3 separate regions of the Gossypium hirsutum genome follow, and all the other regions are linked to region 1. A link is a contact called in public Hi-C data. All regions are on one chromosome and are shown on one strand. Each heading gives the region's core, a stretch centred on a gene start, on an enhancer-like site or on the middle of the called end of the contact. The rest is flanking DNA. Distances are from core to core; before and after follow the strand shown.

Region 1 (3,631 bases), core at 227-2,726:
GTAAATCTACATTTGGTTGAATTGGGGTGTGAATGGTTATAGGCATGTAATTGTTGTGGCAATTGTAACACTCTAACCTGGACCAATAATGATATCTAATTAAACTATGTGACATGATCACATTTCACAAATGATCATGTCAATCTTATTTTTAATACTATTCATTTAATTCACTTATGATATATCGATAAGAATTTATTTTATCAACAATTTATTTCTTTATGATTATCTAAATAAACACTATTCACATATTGCTCATTTATACTCAAGCTCATTTATAGTTTTCAATGTAATCAAAATCTTAAGTAATTGAAAATAGCATTTCAAAAAAAATCAAATGGATAATGAGCATATGTGCTACAATGGTCTCAACATTTCAAGATTACTATCCAATGATCTTACCTTGTTGGATATACAATATCTTCATTACCACGGTGGTTCGCTCAATTCTATTTTAGAGAATATGATAGCCTTAAATGATAATGATACTTGAGATTTAGTAAATCTGATTACAAGAAAGAAAGCAATATCTTGTAAATAGGTGCTTATGGTTAAAGTAAATCCAAATGGATCAATAATTCATTTTAAAGACATCTTGTTTCTAAAGAGCATGATCAAACTTATGGTGCTTTTTACATAATGAACTTCAGGTGGAAGTTTATATAAAGTAACTACATGCATTTGTTGCTTAGGAAAAGTTTGTTGCCTAGGCAGATCGTATATGGTTAGAAACAATGTACTCACACTTGGTTAGGTAGGTTTAGTGAGACAAATCAAGAATGAGTCAAAGAATAGTAATTGCGATCATTTAGTGTTCTATAAATAGTTTGAGGTTGGTATAATATTGCTAGTTGTGTTATCATTAATTGGAAGTGATATTGCAAGCATTTGATCTTCAAAATATTTTCTTCACATCAATTTTAATCAGTCGGGGTTGCTAAAGTATTTGTTGGGTGTTGAAGTGACACAAACTAATAAAAGAATCTTTTTGTCTTAAAAAATATGTTCTTAATTTATTGACACAAAAGAAATTAGGAGCCACGCCATGTAGTGCACCAATACCAAGTGAAAAGTTGATGGTAAACCTTTTGAAGACCTGGAGTAGCTATAAAAAAAATAAGTGGAAAGTGAAATCATCTTACAAGAGCTCACTCATATATGCTCACCCTATTGATGTTTTAAGTTGGTCCATATTGTTTCCAACAATTAAATTATTAGGCAACTTTCGAATAAATTTGTGTTATTTAAAGAGAGATCTAAGACAGTCTATTCTATGGCAATCATGGCCACACCAATAATGTTTTTTCCGATGTTGATTATGCATTGTTCGAAATTGATAAACTAATAAGAATCATGGAATAGACAAAGTTGCTTGAGTTCAAATGGATAACTTTGGGCCAATAACTCGTACTATGGCTAAACAAATGCAATATGAAATTACATTATACTTGCAAAAATTTTTAGCCCAATTAGAGAAGCTTAAAGGAGATGAATCCAAGCCCACTGAAGTCAAGCCCAAGTTCATTTCATTTCTAGTTTGCAAGTGTATGGAAGTTTTCTAAGTGACCTTTGAATTTATTTAATAATGTGCTTTCATTAAATAAATTAGAATGCATGAATTAGGAAGTTAGTGCATGCACGAATGTACATTACTTGCAGATATTTAGTTAATTAGCTATCAATTCTCTAATTATGCATGTATGTAGGATTAAATAGATGTATTTGATCATTAATGTTTTCATAATAATGAAACATGATGTTGAATGTTCTAAATTTCAAATTTTAATTATTGCAATTCTTTCCACTCTTATCTCAGTAAGTTTCCTTGTTTAGTAGTGAGTAATCCTGATTCTTATTGCTATTTTTTTTTTAAATTCTCTTATCACTTTACCTTTTTTTTTTCTTTTTCTTTTCCTTTTTATTTTTATTTTTTGTTCTTTAAGAGTATGAAGAATCAACCTATTTGTTCTTGTTTGTGGCAAATTTTCTGTATCGACCAAGGCTACTAGGATTTCCTATTTGTTTCGAGATGCAGTTGTCTTGAAGCATTTTCTTCCGATGATTTATTAATCTGTGCAGATTGTGTTTTTGTTGGAGGGAACCTAATTTCATGGAGAAAAAAAACGTGTCTTGATCTAGTGTAAAATTAAATACAATGATATGACAATATCAATATGTGAGATAGTATGAATATACCAAGTACTGAGCCTTAACTTGGTTATGGGTGAAATTACAACTGTGATATCAGGCTCCCTTTCATATAGACTTCAATCTTATGTTTCATGAACAATATTACATATGTTCTTGTGTGTTATAAATTGGCAAAACTAGTTTTCATTTCATCTGAAAAAAATTCAATAAAAGTTTATGTCTACAAGATATGTCAAAATTGAAGATCAATTAGAGATATTTTCATAAAAACTCTAAACAAACTAATTATTACTGTAACAAGGTGAGCATGATTGACATCTGTACTCCCTGAGGACAAATATAATTTGACATATTTGTAGGATTAACTTTAGGGGTTTTTCTTTACTTTCTTTCCATTTCCTATCTTCTGCAACATGAATAAATACAATACAAGCAATTCTTCCTCACTTCTATGATTTACATTTACAAAACAAAACAAAATCCTCCTTTCGTCACTCTTGGCTTCCTAAATTTTAAGTATGTTTTCCCCTCTAAATCTTCATTCCCTTCAAACTTTAAGCCCCAGCTTATCATAAAACTACAGAACCCAACTCATGAATCTCCAGTAATTCACATTTTTGTTTACTGGACTTGGCATAATTTTTTATTCAGTTCCCTAATCTTTAATTTTATCAAATTAAATCATTGGAACTTTTATTATTAATAAATTAAACCATCTATGCTAATTTTACATCTCATCAAGTTAATAATTAAAAAAATAAACTAAGCATGCATACGAAGTTTAATTTTTTTCGACAGATTTTTTCTTTCTAGCATTGACCTTACAATGACAATATGAAAAAGAAGTACCTAGAATGCTAACTAGACGAACTATTGTTACGCGATTTGAACTTTAGTCTAGTAAATCATGCGGTCTTAGGTAATTTTTGACTTCGAATTCACAGAAGTCAACCTAACTCCCAAAAAGTGAAAATTCAAATAAAATTTCACTAAGGCACTGAAATAAAAACGAAAGTAACTCGAAAAGGCAAAATGACTTGAATCAAACAAAAATGCCACAAGATAATAATAACACACCAAATGTTCAAGTAAATACTGTCAAAATATTCTTTAACTCAAGAATAAAGTAAAGGGATGAAATTATTACAAATGAGGAGAAAACCCTCTGGTTGAACTCCCTCAAATCCAACTACATCGATGACTAAGATCAGTGCCTATTTACAAAATGAGAATCATAAGGGATTTAAACTTTATACAATCTTATCTTACATTAATGATAACTTTAATTTTAATAGAGTGTTTCATTTCATTGAGCCACCAAAGCTTCAAATAAATAGACTATCCAATATGTTTCACGAATTGGGCCAATTCAAGTGAATTGAACAAACCCAATCGATTAGTTGACCTCCATGGCATGATTTATTGCATTCGTCATGACACTATATCAACCTTTCCGTTAAAATTACTTAACAAAGTTATT
Region 2 (3,212 bases), core at 671-3,170, 200 kb before region 1:
CCAAGACAATATATCTCCCTCACTAGACTTGATAGACAACATAATAGTCCCTTAAATCAATTGGTCATTTTTTATTCCTCATATTACGGACCATTTAGAATACCTACTAAAATAAGTCATCATTTCAAATCATAATCCATTCATATGAAGCAACTTAATATTGTTAAACCTTAGGTAATCAATGAACTAATATTTGCTTATATATTTTTCCCTTCATGCAAAAACCATTGAAGACGATAATGCACAAGATAATATTATAACTATGGAGTTTTATTAAACCAATCTATTCGAAAAATTACAAGTATAATGATAAAATAACTTCACTAATGGTATAAAAATCCAACAAAAGGGACATCAACTCAAAAGTTGTATAGATTTGTCATTTCATGCCTTTTGGAACTCCATATGGTTAATTGATTTGAGACAACTCGTGACTTGAACGAATCCCTTGGATGGATTCCCCCAACTGAATCTTTCTTTAAGATAAAATTTGTTGTTGATTATCTATCAGAGGATGGTTCAAGTAGTGACGGTATTCTATGTAATGATCATCGTGGTTTTGTCATTGTTGTCTACATAATGCAAATCCAAAATATTGCAAGCGCTTTTTTTTTCTTTTGTAACGAAGGCATATGCGTTGATCTAAGCACTTCATTTTGCTTTAAAGTTAAGTTTTTATACTATCATTCTAGTGAGAGATTCTCTTAATGTTAATTATGAGATTGTAAAAGTGAGGTATGGATACATGAATGATCAAACCGTTGATCTTCAATGGGAAGAAACTAGTTGGGGGGCTTTTTCATTGTCACTTGAGGCATGTCATTCAAGAAACAAAATTGGTGACACCGGGGACAAAGCCAAAATAATTTTTGGAGGAGGCCGAAATTAAATTAAAATTTTTATGAGAGATAAAATGTAATTTTTTTTCATTGCAAGCTTATAAATTTATAATTTCTAGAAGAATTAAATCATCATTTTATCATTTTAAAGGGCTAAAATTCAATTTTAACATTTTATTGACTTGTAATTTTTCAGATCTTAAAGAGGTTAAAACATAATTTTTCCATTTGAGGGGGGTCAGAGCCCTTACTTGCCCCCTCTAATGCTGCCCCTATGCAACCCATAGGTTGTCAGAGAAGGACTTAGGCCTCGCTCGGGATTGCTTATGAGATCAAAAACTATTTTTTTAACCACATAAACACCGCCAAACACTTGACTTCTAAGATTAATAATGAGGTGGAAATATGTTTTTCAATCTAAATGCATAAAATTGGAATTTAGGTTTTTTAGTTTTTGCCAATTGCATTTTCAAACTCAATTTATTAAAATACCTTTGTTTATATTAACTAGTTAAAATATATTTAAAAATATAGATTAATTTAAATTTTATTTATCACTAAATAACATTTATTATTGTATTTTAATTTTTAAAATATTTTTTGTAGCTTTAAATTTACAAACAATTTATTAATTATTAAATTTTTTTATGTATATTTCATATATAATTATATTAAATTATTTAAATATATTTATTTTTTAATTTTTAATATCATATCTTAAATAGACATTTTAACTTTAATTATAACTTTTTAAAGTAATATCAAATAGTAATTTAAATCACATTTCTTATTGCATTTTGCTACAACACTTTTAAATATATATTTTTTTCAAACCAAATTTTTTAAAACGACTTTTTAACCAATGATAATGCCAAAGTAGCCCTTAGAATACCAGACCAAAGGAGCTCCAGATTTTTTTCAGTGCAAAATAATAACCAGAGGAAAAAAAAAAGCTCTTGAAAAGTGTTTTGTGAATATATCTGAAGTATTATAATTTTGTATTAATATTTCGCGTAAATATAAAAAATAAATCATTTAAAAAACAAAAATCCAAATAAAATAATGTAGGATTGGAAGGGAGGGAGGCAGGCAGGCAAGAATTATACACAGGCCGACACGTGCTAAACTTACTCTCCAGTCTCTAGATTCAACTTCGGTCCCTCTAAATTCATGGAAACCAAATGGCTCTCCTTTTGCCATCTCAGCATTTCACCATTCCACGCCTGAATTTCCTCCTCTAAATTTTCTACTATATTAAGTAACGACATGCCTTTCCCTTCCCCTCTGCTACTCTGCCTCTGTCTCAAAGCTAACTAAACAAACAAACAACTAAAACACTAAATTTGCATGCACCAATGGCTCAGCTACTCTCTCCTGTATATACAGATACTCTTAAAATCCATAACCCATCTTTAAATATGAGCAGAAGAAGCTCATGGAAGGCCTATGCTAAGACTGGAGCTTCTTGGAGCTTGATGGGTCATGGTGGTCAAAGGAGAGGTTGTGGCAGAGTCAAGGTTGCTTCTGGAAATTCTGCATCTACTGATTCTCTTGCCGATGATTATTATGCTGTTCTTGGTCTGGTAATTCTTTTCACATTTCTTCTCACTTGTACTTTTCTATTTTATGATTATTATGTAGTTAGAAGTTAAAAACAGAAAATTGAAGTGTGCAACTATTTGGGTTCTTAATGATGAACTATGGGGCAGAACATTTCTTTAGTCGTGTTTTCTTTTGGTTTTATTTTGAGATTAGTAATTCTTGCTTGTTTCTTTCAAATTTATCGATTTGTTAGGGAGTGAATCTGACTGTTAAAGTGATTTTGTAGAATCATTGCATGGATAAGCAGTAATTGATATTTATAAAAACTTTATGTTTGCAAGTGATGTTGCTTAATGGATATTCATCATAGCCATAGCTACTTGGAATCTATATATTATCATGTCAAGGTAATTTTAATTTGACTTTTGTCGTGATTCAATCTCAGAAATCTAAATTTGTTTGCCATATTTACTTAGCTTCCGGACGCAACACCAGAGGAGATAAAAAAGGCTTATTATAATTGCATGAAGGCTTGTCATCCAGACCTAAGTGGCAATGATCCAGAGACTACAAATTTCTGCATGTTCATCAATGAGGTCTATGGGGTGTGTTCCCATTCAGAATGAACTTTATGTATTATGTAAATGTTTATTTGCCTACTGCTACAATGTAACTATTGCTTTGCAGGTTCTCAGTGACCCCGTACAGCGCACGGTTTATGATGAAATTCATGGCTATGCGTTGACTGCAATGAATCCTTTCATGGATGATTCCGCCCCAAGAGACCATGTATTTGTCGACGAGTTTAGTTGCATAGGTATGAGCTTTGCT
Region 3 (3,455 bases), core at 690-3,189, 220 kb after region 1:
TTCAATAACGGTAAAACTAAAACTTGAAAAAAAACATGTAAAATAGACCTAAATTGTTTGAGAACAAGCTCTTCAAATGTAGTAGAGAGTGCAATTTGACGTATTAAATTACGATTGATCACATAACCCATTTCTCATCTCCTAATCCCCTCCAAAGCCCTACAACACCAATCTGGTTCTCATCTGAACCCCTAACCCCTCTCAACTTCACAATCATTTCATTACCACATATCATATATCCTCTAAGCTCACTAAGGCATTTATTCACAGAACACTTTATTTGTTCATTTTAAATCATATAAACATATACATAATATTTTCGTTTCACACATTCACTTTCATATAACATACTTGACATATCACATGTATCACTTTCTATTATATTACTTATTCACTTTGAATTACATAACCATATGCATTATATCCTCACTTCATATACTAATTCACATGAATATTAACATATCACATATTTATAATACTTTAATATCTAACATAGGTTAGTTGAATTTTTATTAAAAAAAATATTTTTAACTTTTTAGAGTTAGGACTAAATTTATTAATTTTGTAAATATTGAGGGCCAAATTTATTGAATTTTTTAGAATTAGAACTAAAATGAAAAATTTTGTAAACTTTAAGAGCTAAATTTGTTGAACTTTTTATATTTAGGATCAAACTGATAGAGTGTGTAAACATTAGAGGCTAATTTTGTTACTAGACCAATAAAAAAGCCCACATCAGCTTAGAGGGGCTAAACTATTTAATTTCAAAATGTTTAATGTTTAAATTAAAAAAAATCAATAGTTGAATGACCAAAATAGAATGAAACGCATAGTTTACTTTTTTTGAGAAATTGTTAGATTTTTATTATTAAAAACAAAGCCCGGAGAGCCCAAAATACAAATTGGTCAAAATCAACATACCAACCCCAACCTAACAAAAGAAAAGAGATTGTTCTAGAAAAACAGAATGCATCAACAGTATTAAAGATTAGCATAACTCCCGAGGTAACAAAATATCTCCTAATTTTACACAGCTTTCACATCCTTCAACCCTTCCACTTTCCGAAACTTTTCCCTTCCCCAAGCTTCATCAAAACAGAAATTAAAACGATGCCCATTAGTAGTTTTACGCATTCCTTCTTTGACCTTTTTCCATTAACGAACTTACACATTTGAAAACCTTTGCTTGACCAAAGACAGACTTTAATGGTAGCACTAATCTCCGATTTATCCTCCTCCACCTTTTGTAACTTCTTTATTACTGATAAAGCATCACCCTCGACCCTTACTGCTATGGCTCCCAGATCCAACCCCATTTGGAGCCCTTGAGAACATACAGTGGCCTCAACCGCAAAAACCAAAGGAACCCACCCATTATGAACCACCCTCGATCCTAAAACCATCCCCTCCGAGTCCCTTACTACAATTCCAGAACAAGACTTGTGCTCATCTTTTCTAAACGTGACATCAAAGTTAATTTTCACAAAAGGGCTTTTTGGTGGTTTCCACAACTCCTCTACTTTCGGCTTGATAGGTAAAACCACTTTCAACCCATCCAATTCTCTCAAGTAACTCCTTACGAAACCTGTAGTTTCTAATGTTGTTACTTTTTTCCTTTCATGTATGCATCTGTTTCTTACTAACCAAATTGCCCACAATCCACAAACAAATAAGCAACATTGATTCAAGGAGTTATTCCCAAACAACTGATACGAGCCTAAATCTTGAGTAAAGAAAGGAAGGAAATCGGAGAAGAGAAGAGGAAGAATAGAGAGGATAAGAAAATACTGGACTGTTTTTTTCTCATTTGATAACTGCTTCTCAATGCAATACATGCAATTTAAAGAAAACTAACAAAGAAATGATGTGGAACTATTCTGTTATAACCAAAACGCCCCGTATTATTAGTTCCCAAAACTCCCCGTTTCAATTAAACTTCGCGAATTCCTTCAGCTAGCTTTTCAGCTCGTAACAATACTCCCTTCACAAATAACAGCCTTGTCCTCAAGGCTAAAAATGAGGAAATTTGGCTTGAATTGCAGTGAAGGATTCCCATGTCGTGTCTTAGGGTAAAGATTCAACCGTTTTCGGGTAACATGCACCCCTGAATGGCCCCCGATAGCACTAGTGTGGAAGTAGAGGAACAACTCCCGTCGCAATTGGGGAACCTTCCCCACCACTATCTTTTTTTTCTGAACAGAACCTGACCTTCCCACGCACACTTTTTGTCATGATTTGGAAGCTGCAGAATATTCTAAATTATCTTATGTAATTGATCATCCCGTGTATAAGATAGTTGCAAAGCATCCATTCCTTGTGATAAGGCCTCTTTAGCCTATTGAGACGACTGCTGCAGATTACATATGCCCATTAATTGTTGGTCTGTCAAAGGCTCTAGGTGGTTTCCAAGGATCTTCATAAGTTAAGATGAATGGAATCCTCCCAACCACATAAAGAACCTCTCTGAAGGTGTTTTCCACATACCAGATAGCATGTGAAATACATCTGCCTTCGCACCAGTGCTTTTTAGCCTGAAAACCTCATCATAATATGCCATGACACCCCCAACAAGAACGCACAATTCATTATCCCCCATATGAGAATTTACAGCTAATCTTATGTCATTTATCAGTTGTTGATGTTCATCAAGCCAGCGACCATATTCCATGTCAAATGCCAGAGCAGCATTTCCCGCAACTGTATGGCCATGGTCCCCAGAAAGTCCAGATGCGATAAAAATACCCTGCTGTCGTGCCCTTTGAAGCTCTTGCTCTAGTTCTGTAAGCCTGAGTCGACTATTCTCAAGCTGCTGAACATAGGCTTTTTTCCTCAATCTACTCTTCCTTGCAGCTTCTCGATTCTAAGCAAGCCTGCAAAGTGTCTTTTGATCACCACTTTTTGACTTGGGTTGATCCACCGTATTCACCATTACAGCTCCATGTTGAATACCATGAAGTTGTTTTTTATGGTCAGCGTCAACATCAGTAGAAGTGTCAGTCTGTTGGCTATTATAGGCAAGGCCAGAGTCAGCCGAGTTCTCAATTTGGCCATTTCCTAACGGGGCACCAAATGTTGCGCCCTTCTGGTACATGAACTGCCCTGTATCCAAACACCCCGTTCCACTTGAAACTATCGCTGTTGCACCAATGCTCATGTTCAATGTGCCATAGTGCAAGGTATTAGCAACAACACCAACATTGTTGAATTTTAAACTAAAAATGGAGCCTTGCTGTTTCAAGTTGACCAGCTCCCTAATTGGATCCCCGAACGGCCCACATCCAAAACGATCTTGGAGGCTCTTTATATACGCCGGCCAAGACGGCATTTGCAAGCCTCCATCCCTCTGAGAATAGAAATGATGCCATTCTAACGCTCTGCGTTCTAAGTTCAACATCACCATGCGGACCTTACTCACTTCAGGTATGCCTTCCACTTCAAAATATTGTTCCAATTTG

What was found. Hi-C and Micro-C count contacts between places; a contact is called where the count stands out from the background.
Region 2: a Hi-C map of leaf shows a contact between it and region 1, with 4 times the contacts expected there. The contact joins the promoter of LOC107945477 here to the enhancer-like site in region 1. A contact is called at or near these places in 10 of 34 Hi-C or Micro-C datasets (callus, hypocotyl, leaf and 2 more).
Region 3: a Hi-C map of leaf shows a contact between it and region 1, with 1.8 times the contacts expected there. The contact joins two enhancer-like sites. A contact is called at or near these places in 3 of 34 Hi-C or Micro-C datasets (hypocotyl and leaf).

What each region holds. Positions count from the first base shown.
Region 1 is chrD12:32,231,221-32,234,851 of Gossypium_hirsutum_v2.1, reverse strand. No RefSeq gene overlaps it. Among protein-coding and RNA genes, the nearest start is that of LOC107945744, 21 kb to the right of the region's middle. Within about 2 kb of position 1,476, at least 2 of the 9 cell types and tissues checked have an H3K27ac peak or open chromatin away from gene starts, as enhancers often do. A contact at or near this core is called in leaf, where this site is marked.
Region 2 is chrD12:32,434,357-32,437,568 of Gossypium_hirsutum_v2.1, reverse strand. It overlaps LOC107945477 (chaperone protein dnaJ C76, chloroplastic), which reads left to right and starts at 1,920. Exons shown (of 9, transcript XM_016879497.2): 1 at 1,920-2,422; 2 at 2,858-2,986; 3 at 3,069-3,198. The coding sequence starts at 2,195.
Region 3 is chrD12:32,008,180-32,011,634 of Gossypium_hirsutum_v2.1, reverse strand. LOC107945740 (transcription factor PERIANTHIA-like) reads right to left here. Exons shown (of 1, transcript XM_041107923.1): 1 at 867-3,455. The coding sequence starts at 3,400. The coding sequence ends at 2,861. Among protein-coding and RNA genes, the nearest start is that of LOC107945740, 4.6 kb to the right of the region's middle. Within about 2 kb of position 1,939, at least 3 of the 9 cell types and tissues checked have an H3K27ac peak or open chromatin away from gene starts, as enhancers often do. A contact at or near this core is called in leaf, where this site is marked.